2 separate regions of the Gasterosteus aculeatus genome follow, and region 1 is linked to region 2. Evidence: chromatin contacts called from public Hi-C data. All regions are on one chromosome and are shown on one strand. Each heading gives the region's core, a stretch centred on a gene start, on an enhancer-like site or on the middle of the called end of the contact. The rest is flanking DNA. Distances are from core to core; before and after follow the strand shown. Region 1 holds the start of eef1g (eukaryotic translation elongation factor 1 gamma). Region 2 overlaps klhl4 (kelch-like family member 4).

What was found. A called contact is a pair of places that touch in the nucleus more often than the background predicts.
Region 1: a Hi-C map of skeletal muscle shows a contact between it and region 2, with 4 times the contacts expected there. The contact joins the promoter of eef1g here to the enhancer-like site in region 2. A contact is called at or near these places in 4 of 6 Hi-C or Micro-C datasets (skeletal muscle, tail fin and whole body).

The regions. Positions count from the first base shown.
Region 1 is chr4:9,094,298-9,098,014 of fGasAcu3.hap1.1, reverse strand. eef1g (eukaryotic translation elongation factor 1 gamma) reads left to right here and starts at 1,761. Exons shown (of 10, transcript XM_040172655.2): 1 at 1,761-1,886; 2 at 2,690-2,848; 3 at 2,953-3,016; 4 at 3,303-3,445; 5 at 3,606-3,717. The coding sequence starts at 1,875. It overlaps polr2g (RNA polymerase II subunit G), which reads left to right. Exons shown (of 8, transcript XM_040172657.2): 4 at 1-35; 5 at 679-744; 6 at 994-1,065; 7 at 1,173-1,206; 8 at 1,306-1,662. The coding sequence ends at 1,319.
Region 2 is chr4:9,016,761-9,020,322 of fGasAcu3.hap1.1, reverse strand. klhl4 (kelch-like family member 4) reads left to right here. Exons shown (of 11, transcript XM_040174557.2): 8 at 620-782; 9 at 1,743-1,955; 10 at 2,952-3,123; 11 at 3,442-3,562. The coding sequence ends at 3,501. Among protein-coding and RNA genes, the nearest start is that of klhl4, 24 kb to the left of the region's middle. Within about 2 kb of position 1,867, at least 5 of the 9 cell types and tissues checked have open chromatin away from gene starts, as enhancers often do.

The DNA of each region.
Region 1 (3,717 bases), core at 512-3,011, 78 kb before region 2:
AAATCGGTCCCATGTCTTGCTTCATCTCTCGCCACGTAAGTCATCATAAAAACATCATCGTGGGCTTTTTTAAAGCTTTTGAATTTAAATCCTCTTCATTAGACAATTATCCCCGGTAGAACCGAATGCTGACATTCAGAGTGGGGACAACATTTAACAACCAAATTCATATTCATTCTCCCCAGAAAAGTTATTTCTTGACTATATAATGTAACTTGATATGATTTCTTTATAGAATACAAGATAGGCAGATGGGTTGGAAAATAGATTGCTCAACTGTTAACTTTAACTTATTATTTTATCAATCCAGCCACATGACCATCCATCCATTATTGATATGAAATTGCACACTTAAAGCCTTACCTTTTGATTATGTATGAACATTAATAAGTGGCATTTGTAATCCTGGCCAGTCAGAAAGTAACAGAACAGCACATCGCCCTTTGCAAATAAACAAAACATTTGAATGACGTAATATGTCCAGTTACACAAAGGATGTTCATTTGCTAATGATTTCCACTTTCAAGACATGTATGCTTTGATGTTCAGCTCCAGATTGATGGCCAATTAATGAAATGTCTGCTAATTCCCATTTCAAACTATTGTTGATATATGCACCTTTAAAACCCACTATTGGTTGATCTCTAATCTCACAAGAAAAAAATCTTTTTTTTGTAGTCCATACCTTCAGAAATGGAGTTTGACCCCAATTCCAATCCTCCTTGTTATAAGACAGTTGATGAGGTAAGAAAATGAATTAATTAGTACTTATTATACACTTACTTATACTACTTATTGTAGTTCACCACATATTTGAACAAGTACAAATCCAGGTAATTATAATAACGCTGGTGTACAAACAGAATGAAGCAAGACTAAACTGAAAGTATAATTCCATAACTTGTGTATACAAAGTCGATGCAGTGCTGAATACTTTTGTGCTCCTGTTATTGTTCGGTTCCTCAGTCTTGGATGTTATCTTCTCTTTTCAAGGACATCGTAATCCAGCAAGATGATGAAATTCGGCTAAAGATTGTGGGGACAAGAGTGGACAAGAATGACATTGTACGCTTTTTCTTTTTCTTCATGATTGGATCTAATGTTACTAAGTAGTTTATTGGAGTGATTTACTGTCTCGCAGTTTAAAAGAAAGCTTTTCTCTTCTTTTTCAGTTTGCCATTGGTTCTCTCATGGATGATTACCTGGGTGAGTATTACACAGAATGGCTGTGTAAAACCTGAGCTTTAGAAATGTTTTATTTTTTGTTTTTTAAATGATTGTTGAACACGCCTCCTGTACTTCCAGGTCTTGTGAGCTGATTTGCTGCAGAAGAAACACATTTCACATGGGACACTTCATGCAGTAGCTTACTTATTTTCTTTATAAAATTCCTATGACTTTTACACTTTTATACACAAAATGGTGGAAAAGGTCCCTCAGCAACATTATTGTTATTATAATGTTGCACAGTTTACATTGGTTTTATTGGAACTACTTTAAAAATGGAAAAGGAAAATCCAGGCGAATGCTTAATAAATTAATTGCAAGATGTTAGAGAGTTTGGAAGCATTTATTGTTTCTTGGTAGAAATCACAATTTCTATTTCAACTATGTACTGTTTAGTTTTTGTACACTGACTGTAATAAAGTATTTTATTTCTTATATACCTGTACCAGTTAATATGTTAAACCATTGAGCTTTCTCAACGTGTAACGAGACTTGCGGACAACCTCATTGGTGTTGTGCCGCAAAGCGTCACCCGGTCTAAACGTGACATCAGACGAAACGTGAACGCGGAACCCTCATGTGCGCGCACGACTTTTGGACGTAAAACGTCACCGCAGCGCCCGTTCTTTCTTTCTCTCGTCCTGAAGATGGCGGCGGGGGTGAGTAAGATGGCAAATTCAATGTTTCAGTTTTAACTTTAGTGAATCAATCCGCCGTAAATCAGATCCATCGGCGCTGATATTGGGTACTTGTCCACGTAAACGGTTCCTTTGGTGTGAAAGGTAGCTGCTGTTGAGAGTATTTTTTATTAATTCCATTCAGGAGTCTTCTAAACTACGGTTAGCTTTTGCTATCCTGACGTAGCTTTCGCAAAGAATGACGCTCCTCATCTGGCTTGTGCCACGTTACCGTGGCTCTTTCATGCTGTGAAAACTCACCGTTGCTTTAGGGGTAAATATTCACAACGACGTTGTTTTAATTATGTCCTTTTCGACGACAAGCCGATATCGACTTTACATTTAAATCACCAGCGGGCTTCATCATAGACTGTGGTAGCTAGCAGGGGTTAGCATTCAAAGCCAACTGGAAGCCACGTGAAACTGTATTTGCCTGTCTAACTAAAATCAACTCTCATTTGAGCGGGGTTGTAACCGGGTTTAACAAAACTATACAGGCCCGGTCCATTTTACGCAATGAGTCCAGAATTCCTTTTAGCATCACACACACGAGTGTCGCTAACCAGCAGACAAAGCTCCTCGCTTTACCTGCTCGGTGGCTCTAACGCTACTTTCCCAAGATGTAACTTTGTGTTCTTCTGAAATGGAGTTTTTTTTTTTTACAATATAAAAAAAACAATGGCTTCAGAATATTTTCGCCTTAATTTCTTTTCAACGTGCTAGCAAATATTTGAAGTGTATATATTTTTTAAGTTAAACATCCGCTGTGTGTCCCTCCTCTCCAGACTCTGTACACGTACCCAGAGAACTGGCGGGCCTTCAAGGCCCAGATCGCAGCCCAGTACAGCGGGGCTCGCCTTAAAGTCGCCAGCAACTCCCCGGCCTTCACCTTCGGGCAGACGAACCGCACTCCTGCCTTCCTCAACAACTTCCCACTGGGCAAGGTTGGTCTCTTTAGCAAATGTGACATCGCTCACCATCTTCTAAGCTGCTAAATTCACTGGTTAAAATGTGTTCAGTCATTCTTGAATTGTGCCGTTGTTTGCAGGTACCTGCATACCAGGGAGATGATGGATTCTGTCTGTTTGAGAGTAATGCCATTGCTCACTTCTGTAAGTGTTTATTGGTAATCAACTGTCTTGTACCTTTTTATTTTTTTGACTGCCCATCCAAAAGTTTCATATGCATTGCATACAGATGTCCCTTAACATCACTGTCAAGCCTTATTGATAGCTGATGGGTTAAATCGTGTCTGTTGCAATTATATGCAGCAATCGTTTGCTCTTAAAGCTGCTGTTGAAGGAAATAAATTGTACTGAAATGCAGAAGTAGTGCCATGAAAACTAAATATAGAATGGGATGCCGTTATGCTTAAAACTGTTCCCCTTTCACCCACAGTGAGCAATGAAGCCCTGCGTGGTGCCTCCCCCCAGGCCGCGGCCCAGGTGCTGCAGTGGGTGAGCTTCGCTGACTCGGAGATCATCCCTCCAGCCAGCGCATGGGTCTTCCCTACTCTGGGAATTATGCAGTTCAACAAGCAGGTTTGCATTTCAGCTAGTTTCTGGTTAACAATGAGTTAGCTGCTGTGATCATCGAGTAGGTCAGCGCGACTTGCGCTTCACTTTAGGGTTGGCACTTGGCCATGTAGCAAAGTTCATGTTGTAATTTAGCATTTTCGTCCTCCTGTCTTGGTCTGTCCAGGCCACAGAGCAGGCCAAGGAAGACGTGAAACGGGCCTTCACAGTGCTGAACCAACACCTCAACACTCGTACCTTCCTGGTGGGGGAGAGGGTCAGCCTGGCTGACATCACTG
Region 2 (3,562 bases), core at 618-3,117:
GAATAACAATGCAGTCTGATAGTCTTCCTGTTTTCTGAATAGCTTTGGTTGGCTGCATGAATCAGCCTGCCCTGTCCTAAAATGAAAAACATCTGCATCAGCTCTCGAATAACTGTCAAAGAAAACTTTGATTTTGAAATGTCAATCAATTCTATTGATTGTTCATAATAAACTTAAACAAATACAGATATAAATACATAAGTATGAAGCACATTTAGGGAGCTTAACAGACAGGAAGGAGCTAAATGCACATTCAACAGAGATGATTTAAAGGACCAGTATGTGTAGGATCTAGTAGAATCCAGACGTGTGTTTGCGGCGATTATCCAATTTAAAATCCCCCTTGCTCACCTCTTCCCTTTCCAAACATCGGAGAACTGCTTTCAGGTAACTGAAACCCTGAGAGGCCCTCTTAGAACCATGGTGTTTGGTGTGTGTGTTCTAGGCTTATGCAGAAAGAGGGTGGTGCGACATAGCAGACTGTGTGAAGAGAACATGCTCCCACATGTTTACATGCAGTGTACACATTTGAAGCTTAGGAAAACACAATTCTTCACTTTCTAAACTAAAGTAAACATAGTGGTTTACGTTATATACGTTTGCATTGCCATTTGTGTAGGTATTGCTGTGCTGGAGGGCCCGATGTATGCTGTGGGAGGCCACGACGGTTGGAGCTACCTCAACACAGTGGAGCGCTGGGACCCGCAGGCCAGACAGTGGAACTATGTGGCCAGTATGTCGACACCACGGAGCACCATGGGGGTCACGGCGCTCAATGGAAAGTAAGTTGTATATATCAAGCTACACACTTTTGCTCCTTTAAAATATCATTGGGCCTGAGGTTGAGGTCCCTAGCTACACACTGAGGAGGTAGATGACTACAGACAGTGATCACAGTGCATGATGTGTGCCAGCTTGCTCCTCCAATGTAGTGGTTAAAATGCCAGTACATCAGGTATTTGCATTGTTATTCATGTTTCAGCCAGCCTTTTACAACATGCCCTTGTTTGACTTTGAAATTTAAGCACAACCATGTCTGCTTTAATAAAAATACAAGGTTTTCATGCAGATGCAATGTAGTAGTGATAAGGTTCATTCTGAAAGTTGATTTTCTGACTGAAAAAAGCAACCCGAACTTGGAATATAAGGTGTAATAACACAGGTATAATTATGTAACTCAGGGTGAAGCATTACTGCAGTGATAGTTTGACAACATTATACTTCTCGAATGCAGATTCAACCTTTACAGATGTATAAGATAAACTACATGGCGGCTGCAATAGTCAGCAGCTCAAAGCGAATGCTGTTCTCATCAGTGTGGTAATTTGTTCGGGGGAATCTAGCCTCTAAAAGCAAGACACTGTATATTTGTATGTTTTAAATGCCTATGAGGTTTGTGCGCCGAAGAAAGAACAAGCTCTCAATGTTAAAGTCAATGCAGAGTTATTTCTGCATCTAGGTCAAATATAGACAACAAGGAAAGTGTTTCCCCCGTCTCTACTTTCTGTCGGGCCTGTGAGTTACAAGCACTTAAAACGTGTGATATTTCTGCCAGAGAACACACACAAAGTAAGGGCCTTGGAAAAGAAATGCTCACTGATGTATCTTCAAAATCCATCACAATATCACTTTTCTATCATTATATTTTACAAAAATCTGACAACTGATGTGAGCTTCTCCCTACAGGTCCACTAGTTCTGTTTGTGCATGTTGGGCGTTTAGTTTCTTGTTTCATTTCTCAGGTTGTTCGCAGTAGGCGGTCGCGACGGCAGCTCTTGCCTGAGGTCAATGGAGTGCTTCGATCCGCACACCAACAAGTGGAGCATGTGTACTCCCATGGCCAAGAGGCGAGGCGGAGTCGGTGTGGCGACGTACAACAACTTCCTGTATGCTGTAGGGGGCCACGACGCCCCGGCTTCCAACCACTGCTCCAGACTCTCCGATTGTGTTGAAAGGTGCTTGCTCTGGAAAACACACACACACACAAGCACAAAGAATCATCCATAACCGGCTTTGGGTTGCAGTTGGATTCATCAGTTATGGGTTTGGAATGAGGCCGTTAGGACAAAAGGGAGACAAACGATCCCCACCCTGTTCCTGCATTTTGAGACTTGTCTGTATTACAACACAATGCTCGATTGAAGAGGTCTAGGGAGTCTAGAGAGTTTTTTTTTTAATTTCTGACTATCTGCCACCATCTAGTGGCCATAATGTCCTGAATCTGATTTGGATCCTAGTGGAGCGTCTCAGTGATAATTCACTTCACAGAAAACCTTCTTGGTTGATATTTTTTTCCCTCATTTGACATTTTATTATCCAATTAGTCCTCAAAATGCTCTCAAATCGTATTAATTCTTTTCTAGTGTTAGTCAATAAAAGAGCAACAAGGTGATCTTTAAAACAGTGATTTTACTCTTTTTGTACTTAAAAGAAATAATTAACTGTAAGGTCTCCAATATGAGAGAATATTTTACAAACAAATGTATTTGCTTAAAATTAATAGAACAAACTAAATGAAGTAGCATTCAACTTTGATACTATTAATTTCAGCACAACGGGAGAAAAATGACTGAAATATCCTGAAATCACTGAAAGAAAATCATAAAGTTTGTCTTCTTCGTCCTCATCTTAGAGGTCAACATGGTGAAAAAAAGAGAAAAGAATTCAACAACATCATCAGTCACTCCTGAGTCCAGCTCTCGGTGGACCCAGGAGCCGCCAGCTGCTGTCCAAGAAACAATTTTTACTTGTAGTGTCAATCTGGCTCTCTGTGGGTGGCGAAAAAGTAAACCATGCAGACATCTGTGATTAAAGCCGGCAAACATCACCTCTTTAATTGGGGATGGGACACGGCCGTCCTCTTGAGAAACAAGTCCATTCATTTTATTTTTTCCTTTGTTTTTAACCATATTATCCCTGATCCAATAAACAGTCAACATATTGTTTTACAGGTATGACCCTAAGACGGACACATGGACCACTGTGTCCTCCCTCAGCGTTCCCCGGGACGCCGTGGGGGTTTGCCTGCTGGGGGACAGGCTTTATGCTGTGGGCGGATACGATGGCCAGTCTTATCTCAACACTGTCGAGTCCTACGATGCGCAGAACAACGAGTGGACTGAGGTAATTACATCAACCAATAATTGATCAAGGGAACAAATAAGAGACTGTTGACATTCAAAATGTTTAATCTGCTTAATGGATTTTTAGCTTGTTTTAGCCAGAACTGGTTGCATGTAGCAGCAGGGTTCCAGTTAACTCGCTTTGGGAGGAGAATTCGGCTGCAGTCACTGAATCCTATCAATATTTTATAGCTTGAAATGTTTTTTTTTCTTCAGTTTTGCCTCTGTAACCCTCTTATCTGCATGAAGCAAAATGGGATTCTTTTTGAAGAGAGCCTCAGATCAGAGGCCTCATGTTAACCCCGCTGTCATCCTGTAGGAGGTCCCTCTCAACGTTGGCAGGGCAGGCGCCTGTGTGGTGGTGGTGAAATTGCCTTGAGCGCTTTGTCTCACGACAGCATGGGAAACAAATGAAAGATTGGCGAAGAAGAGTGGACAAA